Linked DNA regions of Mus musculus: region 2 is linked to region 1. Evidence: chromatin contacts called from public HiChIP or PLAC-seq data. All regions are on one chromosome and are shown on one strand. The core of a region is the stretch at or near the end of the contact, and the rest is flanking DNA. Distances in the headings are between cores, read along the strand shown. Region 1 overlaps Grip1 (glutamate receptor interacting protein 1). Region 2 overlaps Grip1 (glutamate receptor interacting protein 1).

Evidence for each region. HiChIP or PLAC-seq counts read pairs in DNA pulled down with a chosen protein or histone mark.
Region 2: a CTCF HiChIP or PLAC-seq map of the NIH/3T3 cell line shows a contact between it and region 1, with 8 read pairs. The contact joins two enhancer-like sites. A contact is called at or near these places in 1 of 15 datasets of contacts at CTCF or cohesin (the NIH/3T3 cell line), 14 of 484 Hi-C or Micro-C datasets (the HL-1 cell line, cerebellar granule neurons, embryonic stem cells and 4 more), 1 of 115 datasets of contacts at active chromatin or transcription factors (astrocytes) and 1 of 9 other capture datasets (embryonic stem cells).

The regions. Positions count from the first base shown.
Region 1 is chr10:119,875,603-119,879,815 of GRCm38.p6, forward strand. All of the region lies in intron 1 of Grip1 (glutamate receptor interacting protein 1), which reads left to right. Among named protein-coding and RNA genes, the nearest start is that of Grip1os1, 25 kb to the left of the region's middle. Within about 2 kb of position 1,334, at least 31 of the 459 cell types and tissues checked have an H3K27ac peak or open chromatin away from gene starts, as enhancers often do. A contact at or near this core is called in the HL-1 cell line and the NIH/3T3 cell line, where this site is marked.
Region 2 is chr10:120,058,785-120,063,242 of GRCm38.p6, forward strand. The region is part of intron 21 of Grip1 (glutamate receptor interacting protein 1); the gene reads left to right. Among named protein-coding and RNA genes, the nearest start is that of Helb, 52 kb to the right of the region's middle. Within about 2 kb of position 2,642, at least 40 of the 459 cell types and tissues checked have an H3K27ac peak or open chromatin away from gene starts, as enhancers often do. A contact at or near this core is called in the HL-1 cell line and the NIH/3T3 cell line, where this site is marked.

The DNA.
Region 1 (4,213 bases), core at 84-2,583:
TGTGCAGCTTAACCCTTCAGCTGTGAGGAGAAAGTGGCTCAGGAGGCCAGAGATGCATTGAAGGGAGAAAAGCCATTAAAGAAGACACAGGACTTTTCCGGAGCTTCCCAAAGTCTTAGTTTTGTCCCTGTGCTCTGGAAGGTTGAAGAATCCTCAGGGAGGTAAGACCTGCAGCACAAGATCAAGTCCGCTGCCCCTCGGTGATGCTGGGTGTTCTCTGGACCTCTCTAATTGCTGACATCCATCCTAGATGGACTTGGGGGATCCAGGAGAGAAACTTCCTAGGTCCATAAACAGGAATATGAGTCAAAGAATAAAAATCAACTCATGACCACAGTCATGTAGACCTGTGTGAGGGGGAGGGAATTTCCAACATCCAGCATCCTCCTGGCTGACTTGACCTAGTATTGAGAGATATCTCAATAGACCATTGGCAGAGATGGTTCATGAACCCTTGGCCCTAGGCTGGGGTGGCTAGAGCAGTGGTTCTCAACCTGTGGGTCTCGACCCCTTCTGGGAGGGGGTCAAAGGATTTTCTTACAAGGGTGATACATCAGAGATCCTGCATATCAGAGTAGTTATAATTTATAACAGTCGCGAAAATTCAGTTACGAAGTAGCAACAAAAATAATTTTATGGTTGGGAGAATCACAGCAATGTGAGGAATTGTATTTAAAGGTCGCAGCATTAGGAAGGTTGAGAGCCACCTGTTCTGGAGAAAAACTAAGTAACTGATTTTCTAAGGCAATTGTGACATTGTTACCTGCACACAGCCTTAGTCTTTAGCTTCTGTGGAACCAGGAGAACTGAATTGGTGGTGTCAGGAATGGGGCTTGAGTCTCTCTGTCACTGCCCTCAAGCTCTGTGACGCTGAGCGGGTGTAGAGTATACACGCCAGCTCCATACACTATGTATATTGCAGGGCCGATCTCAGCTCTGCAAATGGAATGATAGGTGTGTGTTTGCCCTGACTCTAAAGGGTCTCCCTTAGAGCGGTGTGAGAGATAGACATTCAACTCTCATCAATTATGTGATCCCTCCCCCAGCAGTCAAAGTCTAACAGGAAGTCTAACAGGAAGGCCAGTGTTTTAATCTCATCCTTCAAACCCTCTGTACATTCTTGGTTCTCTTTGGATGTTGCTTGGTTCTTGGGGGATCAAATTGGATGCACAGCGTGTACTCATCTTCTTTTGCAGCCATTTTTAGATGACTTCACTCTGTAATCACCCTTGGACTTTTCTTCCTCCCTTTTGGTTTTCATACTCATGTAGATGAAACTGGAAATGTCTAGTACATGAGTCATGTGTAGTATTCATCCGTGGCACACTCCCTTTTCTCTCCTGACTCAGAACGAACACAGGAAGCCAATTGCCACAGTCTCCCTGAAGGAGACCTAGACTATAAATATTGGGCTAATAATTTTGCAAGTGTGTCACCAAAAAGAAAGCAAGAACTCCCGTTTGTATGGTCGGGCAGTTGCAGGAAAGCAGCCAACCATAGCTCGCTCTATTCCCATTTTGATTCTAAGATGGCCTGCGACTTACAATGTAGTATCTAGGTTTTGGAATGTATAGTTCTTAAATCTTGACTTGTGAGCATCATGTGCCCGTGTCAAAATGCCTTGCACAGGTTCTACTCTCTCTTTGAAACACGAAGAAACCTCTTGGTTCGAGTATTACTTGTTTGCCTGTGGCTCTGCAGTTGTTTCCCTATTTGAATCTAATGTGTGCATGTTTATTTTACTTGGTTTTGTATTTTGATCTTAACTCATTGGGTACTTTTTTTCTTTGCATTGTTATTACCTAAGGAAGAGCCTAAATAATAGAATCTGCAATAGTCAAGTGTCTATAGAAAATTTTATACTATGTCTGCTCATGCTGTATACATTCCTGAATTACCTCTTTGCTATTTGTATACATTTATCCATCTATCATCTATCAATCTATTTATCTGCCTATCTATCATCTATTATATATCTATCTATTAAATACCTATCTACCATCATTCTACCTATCTGTCTGTCTGTCTTTCTATTTATCTATCTATCTATCATCTATCTACCTGTTTGGCTGTCTTCCTGTGTGTGTATGTATGTATGTATCTATATATCAATGTATCTATGAATCTATCATCTATCAATCTATCTTCTACCTATGTACCATTATTCATTCTTTCTTTCTTTTCTTTCTTTCCTTCTCTCTTTCCTTCTCTTTCTTTCTGTCTCTTTCTGTCTCTTTCTCTCTTTCTTTCTTTCTTTCTTTCTTTCTTTCTTTCTTTCTTTCTTTCTTTCTTTCTACCTACCTACCTACCTACCTATCTCCAAGACATAAGGCTCTCTCACCAGACCTGAAGCTACCAATTTTGCTAGACTTCTTTGATAACAAGCACAAAGGATCTTCCTGTCTCTGCCTCCCCAAAACAAGGACTGCAGGCTAGCACTCAATTTTCTTTTTCTTCTTTTACATTGCTTCTATAGATCGTAACTGGTGTCCCATGCTTGTCTAAAAAGCACTATACTGACTGGACTATCTCCCTAGCTCATATTTTAGATATCCTGGCTTATGTGTGTATGTGAATATATTTTTTATGGCAACAGATACATGGGGATTTGAATTTCTGGGCATTACAGACCCATCAGAAATACCTGCATTACTTATTTTTCCCCATGGGATGATCTGCACAGGGTCTTGAGCACCCTGGACTGACTTTGCCTGTCACTGTAGGTGCCGGTGAAGATTTTCTCTCCTCAGCTAGCCGACTGCATCCAGTGAGCTTTTGGTCCCCAGTTGTTTTGCCCGTGTGACAGTTAATCAATGTTAATTTCGAGGCGCCGAATTCGTTGTGCGTGCTGGTGGGTCTCTGCCAGGGCCTCATTATGCACGTGCTTTCGTGAAATGCCTATCAGTGTTTGTTTTTACAGCTGCAAGCCTTTTATGGCCAAAAGAGTTATGGAAGAAAACAACAGAAGTGTATTCAGCAGTACTATATACCCAGCATGCTCAGGGAAATCTAGGGACGGGGGCACCCCAATCAATCACACGGTCTGATTCACATGTCTTTTAAACGGCAGCTGGAGAGCAGGACAGCCTAAGATTCCCTCCCTCCCCTGTTCCCCACCCACCCTTCCTCCGCTTCATATGGAAGATGAATACCAATTCCACTAGTTTCTGAGAATTCTCCCAGATGTTCTTTAAGTAGATGTAAACAAATAAAATTCATGCTCATATGCTTTTACAAAGTACAGCATCCCATGACTGTTATGCTCATTGCTTTTTTTTTTTTTTAAGAACTGGAAAATGCCTCTGAGAGATTTCCATATTGACCAAACAAATGGTTCAACATTCTTTGTATGTGCACACTCCGCTTGGCTTTGGCACACTCAGACTCACCAAGCAGCTTCTCACTTGTGAATATCACCAATCGTTATTGATAAACTAGGGTTATTTTGCTATTAGGAAACTACATGTGTGTGTGTATACATATATACATACATATATATACATATACATATACATACACATATACATATACATACATATATATATATATGAGTGTATATGTATATATAGATAGATAGATAGATATGGCTTAGGTTTTTTGTTCATTGTTATGAAAAACAATATCTAACAAAAGTCACTTAAAAGAAGGAAGAGTTTACTCTGGGTTGTAGTTCAAAGTATAATCATTTATGACAGGGTCGTCGTGAGAGCAGGAGCAAGAGACACTGGTCACGTACATGACTGCAGGAAACAGAGATGGCCGCTCATAAGCAGACTTCCTTCTCCTTCTCAGTCAGTCTTTACTCAGCCCAGGGAGCGATGCTACCCACATTTAGGGTGTATCTACTTACCTCAAATAACCCAGTGTAAAGATCCCCTAGGGGCGTGGCCCTGCGTCCATCTCCTAGGTGACTCTTTATCACAACGACAATCAGTATTAGCCATCACAGCTAATATTAGTAAGCATAGCTAGAAAGTCAAATGCGAGAAGGCAACTCCGGCCAAAGGAGTTTGGGAACACATGCCAGCCAGTGTGCATACTTTTGGTAATTGAAAAAACAAGAGTACTTCATGAACCCTTAGTCTGCATTCCTCATATATGGGCATTAACATTTTCCCTGAGTTTTAAAAGTCATTTGTAGCTCGCCCTGCCAGGTGAACGCCTGAAATCTTAGCACTTGAAAAGCTGATCTGGAAGGATTTGAACTTGCAGG
Region 2 (4,458 bases), core at 1,392-3,891, 180 kb after region 1:
CATAAATTAGTGGTGGCATGGAATGGGGCTACTGAAGCAGAAAACCCCCCTCCCTTCTTAGGTGGAAGAGATCCAAGCAGAGTCTGAACAAAGGTGAATGTTTCAGTCCCCGAAAGATTACAGTAGAGTAATTTCTACTATGCAGTAGATCAGAGCTGAGAGTGGCCATTGTAGGTGTCATGAATGTCTGTAAACATGCTCCCTGTTGCTTTTCTGTTTCAGTCTTTCTGGTGGTGGTTTGCCACGGGGCTAAAGTTGGGATCCATTCGTGATCAAGAGATGATGAATGGATAAAAATGAATGAGAACTCCTTGTCATTGTAAGATACACAAGGGAAGTCAAAAGCTCAAGCCCTCCTGGGCTGCAGGGCACTAACATCACCCCATACAAAAGCTTGTCTGTTAGCTTCTTGACTGCGGTGGTCAATCCCGACTGATGGAACTGAGAGACGCCTAGGATCTTAGTAAACACACCTGGGGCATTTCAGAGACATTTCCATCAATTACCTAGGGACAGCTCTGGCTTCAAGGATGTCGTAATCCATTCGTAGATTGGAAATTTGAGTACGTTATTGGGAGGTGGTAGGACCATGGAAGGGGAAGCCTAGTTAAATGAAAGAGATGTGTCTTTGAAGGGCACATCTTATCCTGACGTTTCTTTTCCTTTTGAGACAGATTCTTGCATAGTCCAGAATGGCCTCAGACTCATTATGTAGCCTTAAACATCTGACCTTCCTGGTTCTATGCAGGGCTATGGACCAGACTGTGGGGTTCATGCATGCTAGGCAAGCATCTTACCAAACTGAGCTCATCTTCAGCCTTGTGTGCACTTTGTATGCTCTGTCTCTGGTCTCTGGCAACCATGATGTTCAGCCTCGCTGCAGACTCAGAATCAGCGTGGCCCCCAAAGACTCCATAGGTACAAACTGACACAGTAAATGGAAATGCATCCTGCCTTAAGTTGGCATGAAATCATGTCTCAATTTGTTCTCCTTCCATTGTTTACCCCTTACTTTCTACCTACATTCTCCTCTAGCCCCCCAACCCCCCAGTTTCTTCAGTCCTTTGAGAAAGTCTGAGCTCTACATGGTCCATTATTCATCCACTATGCCTTCATTGCTGTTAGGGTCATTGATGAAGGCAGACTAAACTATACATTGTCCACATTCATATTGAAGGCAGACTCATTAGCTGCTATTCCTGACCCTTAGGGAAAAAACGACATGCAGGCTCACATCCACAGGTGGGAGGAAACCAGGGCTGGAGTGATTCGGTACTCAGGGTGATGGTGTGGTAAACAGTGGTGCTGGATCTACTATGGACTTCTGTTTCTCCAACTTTCTCAAAGCCAAAGCGTACTGAGCTCCTAAACACGGTGCACACTGACTTCCTATCTATGAAGGAATCCAAACTTCCCAGCACAGTGTACACTGGCATTTTTGCTGTTGTTGTTTCTTAAGTACAGCTTGTATTGAACTAATTCCAAGAGTCACTAACAGACCTTAGACAAGTTTGAAGAGAGAAACTTTAGATAGTTGTTTGGGTTATAGGTGCGAGGTGACCGTCACCATGGAGTGCTTGTTAAAATGCAGGGTCTCTGTGTTTTCAGGGACGCTGAGCCAGGGACACGGACACTTTAGCAATATCGTCAGTGGATTCTCTTGAGGTCTAAAGATTGAAAATCATGGGCAGACGTCTTGCTAGTTCTAGATAGTATTCTGTTTTAATGCAATCACAGACACAGAATGGTGGGAGGGGAAGCGAGGCTACACTTCGGGCCCTGGAGCTTCCATGCTTTATCTTTAATATGAGCTCTGTTTTCTGCTGCAGCTTATCACAAACGCTTTCTCTTTGTAGATAAGGGACAAGCAATCTTTGCTGTGTTTCGTTGATAACTGTCCGTTTTTTTTTGTCCCCTTTGGAATCTTAAGCATCCTTTGGTGGCCACTTGATCCATCTCTGCGATGAGTCACCGCTGCACTTCCACACACACCTCCAGGCACCAAAGCCAAATCAAATCAAAAGCTCTTTTGCAAGAGGACAAGTTCCTCGCATTCAGCCCAATTGAACTTTAAAAATGATTTCCTATTGACACTCACTGGTTCCCTGCTGTGCATGACTTCCAACAGAATTAAGTTTAGCATTTAGTTGTATACAGCTATTGATATATGTCTTTTGACAGAAGGATTCTTAAAATAATTTTCCAGGGTTCTCCCCCCCCCCCCCCCCCCCACACACACACACACACACTTAAGGCTGCTGAGGACTCCACCGGAACATTTGAGTCACTCTGAGTCACTCTGGAGACTCAACTATTTTGTTTCTCCTTTCTTTTTTATTTGGGGGGTGGGGGTGGGGGCGGGGTTGGAGACAGGGTTTCTCTGTATCGCCCTGGCTATCCCGGAACTCACTCTGTAGAGCAGGTTGGCCTCAAACTCAGAAAGCTGCCTGCCTCTGCCTCCCCAGTGCTGGGATTAAAGGCGTGCGCCACCACTGCCTGGCAGGAGCATCAGCTTTTTCCTCAGCCAAGCGCGCACGCACGGTGCATTTGCAGGCTGGGAGTTTTGTCAGAGTGGAGCCAGTGCGGTGATGCTGCTCTACTCCTTGGACAGAGTGCTGCGGGGGGCCACCAGATTCTTCTGTAACCCCGCCCCCTGGTTAGGAATGGGCGTGGCCCTAGGAGGAAAAATGAAAGGCAAATACCTCACTCTTTCCCATGCCTCTTTCTTCACTAAATATTTGAGGTCACCGTGGTGGATTACAGGAGTCAGCGGGGCCAGGCACAGACCTCCTGACTGCTGGCTCAGGACTGCCTGCAGCGGAAATCACGGGAAGCTAAAAGCAGCTCCGTTGGTGTGTGAACTCGGCTATCATCTGTAGCCATGCTTTGCTGGGCTCCCTTCTCTTCAGAAGTAGAGAGAGTATGAGTCTGGCTTTTCTCGCTTCCAAAAGAGAGAGCAGGGCCACCTGCTAGCAGAGGAGGGAAACCTCACAAGGCACATTTTCCCAGGTACAGTCGACCTCGTTCAGTCTTACTCCAGCTTTCCTCGGCTGTCCAAGCGTGAGCTAGAGCCAGCAAGGACAGGATGCAAAGCCAGGAAACTGCTCACTCAGAGAAGTGGAGGCTCTTTGCCTGTCACTGTGTCAGCCTGGCAGCCAGCTTATCCCCCGTGGTGCCAAGGGCAAACAACAGTGTGAACACTGTTGGGGGACCATTGGCTAGGGTGACAAGGAACAGACTTTGGGTTGCACATTTCAATTAAACAGTGGCCCCAGAAATCCTCAAAATGCATGTTTTCCATCGCATTCCCATGGATGCGGTTCTATCCTTTTTAAACCTTACCACCACCACAAAACAACAACAACAAAATTTGTGGGAAAAAAAGGCTCATGTTTAAAAGAATGCCTTTTTAGAACAGGGCGTGGCACACGCCTGTAATCCCAGTACTTGGGAGGCAGAGGCAGGAGGATTTCTGAGTTCGAGGCCAGCCTGGTCTACAGAGTGAGTACCAGGACAGCCAGGGCTACACAGAGAAACCCTGTCTCGAAAAACTTATTAAAAAAAAAAAAAGCTTTTTTTTTTTTAAATTTACTTGAGTGACCAAGGATTACAGCAATGACAAAGCTCGTTTAAAGAGCAATCAAGAGGTGTCTTATCAGTCAGTGGCATAAGGAGTCTCAGACGGTATCACTGTCTGTTCTAAAGGGTAACTTGGGAGTCCTCTGCACTTTTGCTAGGCAGAGCCCACTTGGTATTTTGTCATGTTTTGCAAGCTGTCCACCGCTACAGTCGGGGGAAGATATGTCAAGTGGAGGTGACACCCCACATCTCACGTGACCTTCAGTGGTCCTGTGAGACAAGCTTTCGAGACAGTGTGCCTCGTTGCTATTCCTCATGTTCTTTATGAACTTCTGTCATGGATCCGACTCCCCAATGTCCCTGTCTGTCTCTGTGATGATTGGTTTGTAGGTTGTAGAGGTTTACATCATCTCTAGAGTGTCCGTTTAAGATGCTGGGTTCGTTCTCTGAAGGTCAGACTGCCTCACCGGTGTCCCCGTGTTAGGGGAAGAGTGCTCTGTACCTTCCCTCCACACAGTTTGCCGTATCTGTCAGCAGTATTGTGGTCCTTAAAGGCATATCAGTATAGCCCGCAGCTTAGGGTTTTCTCTAGTTAAGATGGGATTTAGTGATCTTTGTCTGAGGCACTGTGCCGATATAATAAAATCAAGACAATGTGTGCTTTGCTCATTAGGACCCTGGTCAGTTCCAACTTGTCATTGCTCCACCACCACCACCACCACCACCACCACCACCACCCATGAATGGCAATAACCTTAGGTTCTAATTCTCACAGTATCAGTGGACAGTGTGCCTCTGACAAGAGCTGACAATCGGTCCTGCAATCAAAGAGGCCCACGTGGGTCGGAACTGGGAAAGGTTCAAAGCTAGAGAAGCCAG